Linked DNA regions of Mus musculus: region 2 is linked to region 1. Evidence: chromatin contacts called from public HiChIP or PLAC-seq data. All regions are on one chromosome and are shown on one strand. The core of a region is the stretch at or near the end of the contact, and the rest is flanking DNA. Distances in the headings are between cores, read along the strand shown.

Region 1 (5,011 bases), core at 315-2,814:
TGAAACTCAGGGCCCTGGAGACGCTGTAAGTCCAGGGTTGAAATCCCCGCTGTTGAAAGGATCCTCTGCTCCTCTTGTCTCTTCCAGTCCAGTGATGTCAGAAATACAGAAGAAACCATCTGTGGCCTCCAGAAAGTCTGCCTTCCCTCCAGCTCTTCCCTCAACCCAAGCGGTAGTGCACACCAGATACCCTGAACACATAGCCTCCAGTCCATTTGCTGTGACGACTTCAGGGCCCCCAAAAGTCTCTCCAAAAAGAGGCATCCCTAAACCTCCCCCTCACCATGCACTAGGAACTGCCCACATGGACACAGACTTACAGACACCCAAGACTTGTCCTTCAAGCTGTGAACTGCTAGAGGTGACATCTTGTAAAAGCCTGTCTCCAGGGAGAAAAAGACAGTTGAGTGACAGCACTGTGATGCCCCACAGGCCTTCCTTCTCAGGAGTGAATGAGTCCTTGACACCTCAGGTTAACAGTCCATCCTCCTCTTCCTCATCCTGTAGAAACCAAGGGTCCTCACAAGGTGGCCAGAACTCTCCCGAGAAAGGACCTAAAACTCGCCTCCCAGTAGGACTCAAAGTTCTCATGAAGTCTCCTCAGTTGCTCAAGAAAACTTCCTTGGTACCAGGGAAACAAGAAAAGGATAGTTTAAATGAAGCATCTCGAAGCTGTGTAGCAGCAAACACGTCTAATCCTGAGGACTCCAAAGACCCTGCAAGTCTGGAGACCTCAAGAGATGAGAGAACCACAGCCTTACTAGGTGTGAGAGGTCCCGACAGTCTAGCTAGAGGACTTGCCTTAGACTCAACAATGCCAGAATCGTTAGAATGTAGCATCTCCAGAGATGATGGAAGAGATGGGGCAGACAGCAGAGCCATAAAAAGATCCTTCTCCTCCAGCAAGCCACACCTAAAGCCTGCTCTAGGCATGAATGGAGCCAAAGCTCGGAGTCAGAGCTTCAGCATCCACTTGGGAGAGAAGCCTTCCACACCCCCAACAGAAGGGCCAGGCAAGATTCGAACTCAGATTATCACCAACACGGCTGAAAGAGGCAACTCCCTCACCAGACAGAATATCTCAATGGAAGGGTCCCCAAGCAAGACCCCCTCTGTCTCAACATCTGATAATCTGCCCAATGCTGGAAGGCCCCTGGGAAACCCCTTTTCCAGGCAGAGTTCTCTCTGTAGCACCGGAAGTTCTAGCAGCCAGCACGGAAGCCCAAGCAAGTTACCCTTGAGGATGCTCACAAGGCCGGAAGGACTCCTCACTCCTGGAGTGGAAGACCAACGGCTCTCTACTCAGGAAGAGTGTCCTGAAAGAGGTGTACATGAGCAATCTAGCAGTGACCACCATAGGCATCCATCTCCTCTTTCAGACTGCCCTCAGTTCCTGCACGTTCCAGGGAGGATGCAGCGCCCAAGCAATTTGGAAACAAGTGGGATATCTAAGCTAGAAACTTCTGGAAGGCATCCAGATGCTTCTTCAACTGGGACTAGTGTCGTGAGCCCAGAAGCCCCCCTCTCACCCTCCATCGAAGAAAAGGTCATGTTGTGCATTCAGGAGAATGTGGAAAAGGGCCAAGTGCAGACAAAGTCTGCCTCTGTGGAAGTGAAGCCCAGGGCAGGGCCTTCGTTCACCAGCTGGTTTGGTTTTCGAAAGAGCAGGCTTCCAGCTCTCAGTAGCAGGAGAATGGAAGCTTCCAAGAGTAAAGTGGAAAAGAAAGACACAAAACTGAAATCTGAGAGGAAAAAAGAAAAGAAGAAAGCTGAAGTACAATCAAAGATAGAAAACGAACTGAGTAGGGGGACCAAGAAGGCAGATGGTCAGAGTCCAGACGATGGTCTGCAAAGCTCAGAGAGTCTGAAAGTATCCCAAGACATTTATAACCAAATGAAGTTGGAGCCAAGGAATAGACCCAGCCCTGCTGTGTGCCCAACAAAAGATGCCTTCATGACAGAACTTCTAAACAGGTAAACACATGTGAACGGAGAAGGGCAATGTAGAGGGGTCTCCCTGCTCCCCCAAACCCAAGGAGAGCTGTTTACTTCCTCATCATTAAATACCAGCCAAGCATAATCTCTACACACGCAGAGACTATAATCCCTTATACATTAGCTATAATTTAAACAGTGAAATAAAAGTTAGCTATAAAATGATAATTTAGTTCATGTTCCTTTCTTAACCAAGCCAATGGTCTTTGAAATTAAAGAATAGTGAGTTACATCCAGGTTGATAGCAATTCAACCCACACCAGGAACCATGAATGTATCCACATTGCATGAAATGGAAGAAAATTACACACACGTTTGAAAGCATGCCGATTTCATTGATCGCGCTGAGCAAATGTATACTTAGAACTTTCCAGAAGTAATTACTTTTCCTGCCGATCTTAAGCCAGAAATGTATTTAGCAATCACCCTTTGGCGTTTTATATTCTGTCCCTCCCCAAAAGCAATTATAAAAATAAAATAGAGGCTATGGAGAGATGGCTCAGTCAGTAATATGCTGACCTTACAAGCATGAAAACCTAAACTCCATCCTCAGAACCCACATAAACAAAAGCCAAGCATGGTGGCACAGTCTTGTGCTCCTATTGCAGAGGCCATGGAGACAGACAGAGCCTTGGACTTCTCTGGCCAGCCAGAATAACCTACTTGGAAGTTCCAGGCCAATGAAATATTTTGTGTCACAAACACCTAAGGAATAACACACAAGAAGACATCTTTTACCTTACACACACACACACACACACACACACACACACACACACCAGTGCACACAAGCCTGTTTCTATGTGCACACATTTAATAAACAGTGTAATGAAGTAAGTTATTATCCTTGCAAATCTAAGTTGACACACTAGTGAAATATTTGAAGATATTTTTGCTCAAGGCTAGAGAGAGCAACACTTATCATTGAAAGGTTTAAAGACAAAGAGGCACGCTGAGGTTACCTTAAACATTAAAGGGCTGGAAGAGGAGTGTGATTGAAAACGGCCGATGTAATTTATCAGAGGAATCACTTTCTACCTGCAGAGTTGATAAGAGAGCCTCGGTACAGAGAGAGAGTGGATCAAAGGGTGTTTCCTGCAGGAGCGTGTTAGAGGGCACCTCCCAGGGCTCCTGTTTCGCCAGCGGCTCTGTGAGCACTCAAGGAAGTCAAAAGAAAAACATCAAAACCAAAGTCGATATGGAAAAACCAAGAGAATCCTTGGTAAGCACTTTGCCACGCTGGCTGAAAAACACTTGATTCGGGATGTTCTGGTAAAGTAGGGTGGTGCCAATCTGAGAAAAGACTGTTTATAATATGTAGACTGTGCTTTTTTATATTAATCTCTTCTTCCCTCCCTATTTTCTCCCTCTTTCCTCTCCTCCTCTGTGTATATTTATGTATGACTAGCAATGTCTCACATGTGTGGAGGTCAAAGGACAACATCCACTGCCATTCCTCCTGTCCACCATTTCTGAGACAGGATCTCCTGTTCATGGTTGCGTAGAGCAAGCTAGCTGCCCTACGCAGTTCTGTGGTTCTCCTGTATCCACGCTCCATCGCATCTCACTGAGGTTACAGACATACAGTATTATGCTCATCTTTATATGGATACTGGGTATCTAAACTCAGGTCCTCACCCTTCGATGACAAGCATCTTAGCTACCGAGCCATCTGCCTAACCAGAGAGAAAAAAAATTTAAAGAAGAGAGAAACACAGGAGACAACAGCTAAAACGGTGGCAGCTAAGACCTTGTGTGGGTGTGGTTCCCTCTGGGAATACTGTTCTCTTTGGGTCTATTTTCAGACAATTCTATAATCTCTGTGTATTACCAGAAAGTGTTGCTACCAAGATCATCTTAGAATGATACCCAGTGCTGGAAGTTTGTTTTGACGATGATTCTAGCATTGACAGCAACAAACGAGGAATGGGCTCGGAGATTTGAAAATGGCAGATGAGTTGAGAATGTGTCGGCTAGTTTGATGTTTTAGGTGCTGTCTACTTCTTATGAAAGCTGTACATAACAGGTGATCCTACATAGGCAGAGAGAAGTGAGCTACAGAAAGTATTTAAAAACAACAAAATAGTCTCAGTGTAACATGATTTTCTCTGGGGAGAAAGCTTTTGCCATAGAAGCATGACAATCTGAGTTTGAATCCCTAGTCCCCAAAATCTAGTCAGGGCGGCATGCTACTATAAATTCAAGCACTGGGGAGGTGGAGGCAGGAGGCTCTCTCCAGCTCACTGGTCACCAAGTCTACCTCCTTCAGTGAGCTCCAGGTTCCCCAAGAGACCTCCTCTCAATCAGCAAAGAGGAGAGTGACTAAGAAAGACATCTGCCTGTTCTACATGAATATGCAACCATGTGCGCATGCGCACATCCACACACCCACACAAACTTACACATACAACCCCCCCCCCCAACAAAAGCCAGGCACACGAAAAACTGGAAAGTACTTGAGAAAGACAGGTGACATTGAGCTCAGGCTGCACACATGTGTGTGTACCTACTGCAGATATGCAAGGATACAGAGAATATATGCAGATATGCAAGGATACAGAGAAAATATTCATTCTGTGTCCTCATACTTTAATAGAGTAAGGAATATAAGATATACTAACATTCTTTTCTGAGGAACACTTTGAAATGAGAAGTGATTGCATGTAGGGGGAAGTCGGGTGTTTGAAGAGAACAGATTCTAACAGCAACCCTGACTGGTGTTCACAAGTTGAAGCAACACCATCCTCAGGTAGGGTTTTACAAGCACATCTAAGACAAATACACATTGGGAAAGGTTTCTCCTCAGATAGGCTTGGACTCAAAGAGCTCTAAGGTCTTTCTTTCAAGCTGACTCTGTTCATTGCTGGGGTTCCCCCCCCCTCTCATTTTAGCCCTTGGCTCATATGACATCATAGCTCTTTGAAAACATTGATGTCCCTTGCATTATAAAACCACAAATTATAAGCATATCTGAAGCTGCCCTTGTAGTGTCACTGAAAGGAAAAAGGGAGAAGGA
Region 2 (4,603 bases), core at 980-3,479, 900 kb before region 1:
AAACACGCATGCGTGAAGTCTCATAGCGGTCAGGTGACCTGACAAAGGCTGCTCCGTTGGCTAATATTCATCCCTAACTGAACAAGGTCTGTACTTCCCATGAACTTCTAGGCATACCTGTGAGGGAATTTCCTCACCCTCACATGCTAACTGATGTGAAGAGACCTACTCCTGCATGTGAGCAGCACCTTTGGGCAGCACCCAGTATACAATATCAGGGAAAAGGTTTGCTCTTTGCCTGCCTACCTTCGCATCTTGTTTGTAAATTCATCTGCCCCGCTTCCAAGTTCAGAGCCTTTGTAATCGCTGCTGTGGTTGCTGCTGCTCCACCCTTCACTGATGGCTCCTTTGGCCTCTAACCTGGACTGAAGACCAGCAGTTCTCCAGGGGTCCTCCAGTCGTTCAGTGCCTCTCAGTTTCATGGATTGAGAAACCTAGGTAGGTCCTAGGACTGGAGCCTGTCCTTGTTTATAAGCTCTGACATTTGTAAAATGTCAGCTTGCACTGTCGGCAATAGTTTTTCCAGCGAGCATTAGAAAGACAAATTAGACAACAAAGGCCCACCAGGGAATACTCAGCTTGCACAGCGCTTATGTTTGACCTGTGAGATATAGGCCCCAGTTTCTTTTCCCTGGGGAGCAAGTCTCCCTGTCTCCTGCTAGTTGTCCCCTAAGAACATCCCCACTCACTTGCTATTGACACAACTGGTCCTGGCCTCATCGCTATCCCGGTTGCTCCCTTTCATGTTCTTGGCTCTCTCAGTCCAGAGCCCCCCTTCCTTTCTCCAAATATCCCAGCCTCCTTTACTCCATGTGACCTCCGCTCTCTGTAGGACCCTGGGTCTATATGTACATGGCAGATTTTAATCTTTGACACAATATTAAAGATTATTAAAATGATAAAATGAATGCCAACCGCGGGCTCCAGGAAATTAAATTTTGAGGTGCGAGTGGCAGATTTCTCCAAAGAATAAATCTGTGATGGAGGATACTTTTGGTATCTTCTTTGGATGACTGGGTCTTGACATTTTACTTAATTAAAAATTATTTGTTGTGACTGTAACTTCCGTTTCAAATTAAACCATCAGACTTCCTAATTTTTCGGTCCGTTAGTTACGTTGAATCCCAGTTTTCGGCACTCATCTTTATGTACCTCCCTGGGATTTTGTTGGTAGGTCAGAGGGTGCACTTAGGTCAGTGCCTTCTGAGAAAATTAAGAGCTGAGTGGACAGTCCTGGGGTGGGGTACAAGTGTGTTAATTTCTTATTCAGGAATCCTTACCTGCATTCTAGAAACAACCCTTTACTCTGAAGAGTAGGAGAGTGAAGGAACCAGTATCCCCTCTGAGTTCCAACCCTGCTCCTGTGAGCTCCCAGCTCAGAGGTGCTCATGTTGACTTTGAGTAAGCCCTGGCTCGTCTCCTACTTACGCTTTCATGTATTAGAAAGGTTGTATGGGGGTGGGGGAAAGCTCAGTCATTAAAGTGCTTGCCTTGCAAATATAGATCAATCACCCAGAAGCCATGTTTAGAATACTGGGCATGGTAGTGAGCTCTCATAGTCCCTCTGCTGGAAGGCTGAGAGACAGGTGGATCCTCAGGGCTCACTGGTCAGCCAGGCGAGACTATTAGCATGTTTTAGGTCAATGAGAAACTCTCATTAATTGTTTAAATGGAAGATGCGGAAGGAACAGCGCCCACAGTTGCCTTCTGGATTCCTTATTTGTAGGTACAACCTCAGCCACACGAAAGAGGGATGATGACATTTTTCATACTCTGTTCATGAAAGATTATCAGGAGGGGTCAGGCTCAAGTCAGCACCATGTCAGGGTGCCTATTACAGAGCCCGTGTCTGGTGAAGATGGTGACAACTCTGCCAGCAGCCAATCATCTTACTTTCAGGACCATTGTGCCATGGCAGCCTTTTCTGAGGATGCTTCAAATACCCCGTGGAGCCCAGGGAAAGGCATCAGGACTCCAGAATGCCCCAGATCTTAGAGTAGCCATATGTGGGGCACAGATGTGTACAGTTAACAGCTCTACTGTTTCTCTCACCCCTTAAATCGGGTGACTTAACCCGCGGCATTTAGCTACTGCACTCAGAATCCTCCTGTTGCCGGTACTGCTCTCAAAACACAGTAGGGCAGGCTCTGAGCCAAGTCTTGGGCAGTGTCTGCCAGGATTGTCTGAAAGCCAATAGGAGTCTCTGAGCCAAGAATGGTTGTTGGCCCAGAGAGACCACAGGGCCTCCTAACCAGTAGGGAGGGGAATCACCGCCCATAGTGTCTCATAGAGAAGAAGGAAAATAGACACTGAAGTCAGCATAATTCCCGGGGAGTTCCAGCGAAGACTGGCAGATAAAGGCTTGGGTTCTGGAATCTTAGGTCAGATTGCTGCCTCAGAGCACAGAGGTGACACTCCCAGGGACAGACGCAATGATCTCATTTTGCTCTGTAGAGACATGGATAGGAATCACAGCATTCTCATCTGACCAGGTCTGAAAGGCAGCCTCTGTTTACAGACAGATGTCTGACAGGACCAGCCAGCATGATGTAGTGATGTCAAGAGAGCCTACACAAGAGCAGGGGGGAGCCATTCAAACAGAGCCTTCCTCTGTCATAGTTGGAACCAATCTGCTAGGTCCCAAGGCTCCAAGGCTCGTATTACAAACTCCTTATTCCCCTTTCCCTGCCTCAAAGAAAAACGGTATCATTGTGACAACCGCAGCACACACCCTTACCTGCATGAGTCTTTCCTTGTATTTGGTCTGGAATCCTATCAGCACACACTGTAACATCTCCTTCACGCTGGAACTCAGTTCTTTAGTTTTACCTTGGAACTTTTTTTTTCTTTTAAAAATAATTTTCCAATTTTTATTTGGACACTTGACACGTGAATATAATGAATCTCGGTCTCTTTTTATCCTTTGACAATTTCATGTATGTATATAAAGGGTTTTGGTCATTTCCTTCCCCTTCCAGACACCCCGTCATCTTTCTCCCCCACTGAAACTTCCCTTCCCAATAACCCAATTTGATGTCTTTTTAATGATTTATTTTTGGGACTCACCAAGTTTAGTTAGGGCTGTGTGCATAGCATGGATGAGGGTTATTTACTGGAGCACAGGCAATAGCACCCTGGCAGAGAATGACTCTTCCCAGCGACCATTCACTGTCCACAGTCTTCCAGGGAGGGGACGAAGCCAATAGGAGTTGGGATGCCTATTACAGAGCCCGCGCTCCCCACTGTGCCTGATGGAGTGTTCATCAGCCTAGTCCTTCAGAGGTCAGCACAGCTACAGCGAGCTCATGACTGAGCCCTCAATAGATATGTCTTAATCATTCTTCTTTTTCTGTTTTCGCTTGCTTGTTGGTGATAGCCTATGTGTTGAAATTGTGTCCAATCTACATGTATATGTTTATTTATGCTTGTGGTGGCTGCAGGGGATGGGATCAGAGGACAACTTGCAGGAATCAGGTTTCTCCTTCCGCTACCGGATCTCTGGGATTGAACTAGGGGCATCAGGCTTGGTGGCCGAGCCTCTCCTTGGCCCTGTGCTTATTTTCAAGGTTTACTCGGGGTAGTCTTCTTTGGAATTCTCTCTTTTCACAGACAATGTCTTTGTGTTCCTTGCCCAGAAGGGCAACGAGAGGCAATGGAGCATCCTGGACTTGGCTTGGGAAACTGTGGACCTGAAGTTTGGCTCTGACTCTGCCTGGTTGGCAAGCTCCTTGTCTGCAGAGCTGATTTGCTCCTCTATAAAATGGTGCAATAAAACTTACCTCACTTCACCTAAGAGGCCATGGGGTGTGGCAGAGAACACAGGCTATGATGAAGCCAAAACAGTGGGTTCAAGTGTTGAGTCTGCCTTTCACGAGCTAACTTTGTATGAGTTCTCTCATCTCCCAGGGCCTTCCTTGGTTTCTTTACCACGATACCAGTGCACTATGGGGCAAGCTTGGGAGGACTCCGTGGATTGGTGTGTAAGTAGAACACAGAACAACTTGACACATCACATCAGAACATAAATGTTGCATGCTGTTATATAGTTTTGCTCTTAGCTCTAGGGACTGATGATGTTTTACAAACTCCATCAGAAATAAGAGAAAGTAGAAAACAGATATTCAGAAATTGGACTTTCGAGCTCTCAGTCTCATGCTACATCCCAGCACTGTTGTCTGTTACAGCGCCCTCTTCTGGAATGTGTCTGGTGCAGGCATGTCTGCTCTGCCTCCAACAGCCCCAAGGAAGGCAGCAAAAGTTCCTTTGGGTGAAGGGGAGTTCGAGACAGGGTTTCTCTGTGTAGCCTTCACTGTCCTGGAACTCACTCTGTAGACTAGGCTGACCTCAAACTCAGAAATCCTCCTGCCTCTGCCTCCCAAGTGCTGGGATTAAAGGCATGCGCCACCACTGCCTAAGCCGCAGCGCCCCCACCTCCCACCCCCCACCCCCCACCCCCGTCCCCCGTCCCCCGTCCCCCGTCCCTTGCTGAAACTGCTCTTGTCAGCTGTGGAGCGCCTCCTTTCCAGGTCATTCTGGCCCATTTCTAGGATTTGATTTTCCTAAGTAGCTATCTGAAACTGTTCTATATCATGCTCCTTTGTAA

The links. HiChIP or PLAC-seq counts read pairs in DNA pulled down with a chosen protein or histone mark.
Region 2: a contact with region 1 is called in an H3K27ac HiChIP or PLAC-seq map of stem cell-derived neural progenitor cells, with 9 times the contacts expected there. The contact joins two enhancer-like sites. A contact is called at or near these places in 1 of 39 promoter capture datasets (hippocampal neurons), 2 of 115 datasets of contacts at active chromatin or transcription factors (astrocytes and stem cell-derived neural progenitor cells) and 1 of 9 other capture datasets (embryonic stem cells).

The regions. Positions count from the first base shown.
Region 1 is chr1:126,021,239-126,026,249 of GRCm38.p6, reverse strand. It overlaps Nckap5 (NCK-associated protein 5), which reads left to right. Exons shown (of 17, transcript NM_001081756.1): 12 at 1-1,974; 13 at 3,040-3,217. Among named protein-coding and RNA genes, the nearest start is that of Gm35562, 22 kb to the left of the region's middle. Within about 2 kb of position 1,564, at least 31 of the 459 cell types and tissues checked have an H3K27ac peak or open chromatin away from gene starts, as enhancers often do. A contact at or near this core is called in stem cell-derived neural progenitor cells, where this site is marked.
Region 2 is chr1:126,923,282-126,927,884 of GRCm38.p6, reverse strand. No RefSeq gene overlaps it. Among named protein-coding and RNA genes, the nearest start is that of Nckap5, 95 kb to the right of the region's middle. Within about 2 kb of position 2,229, at least 61 of the 459 cell types and tissues checked have an H3K27ac peak or open chromatin away from gene starts, as enhancers often do. A contact at or near this core is called in stem cell-derived neural progenitor cells, where this site is marked.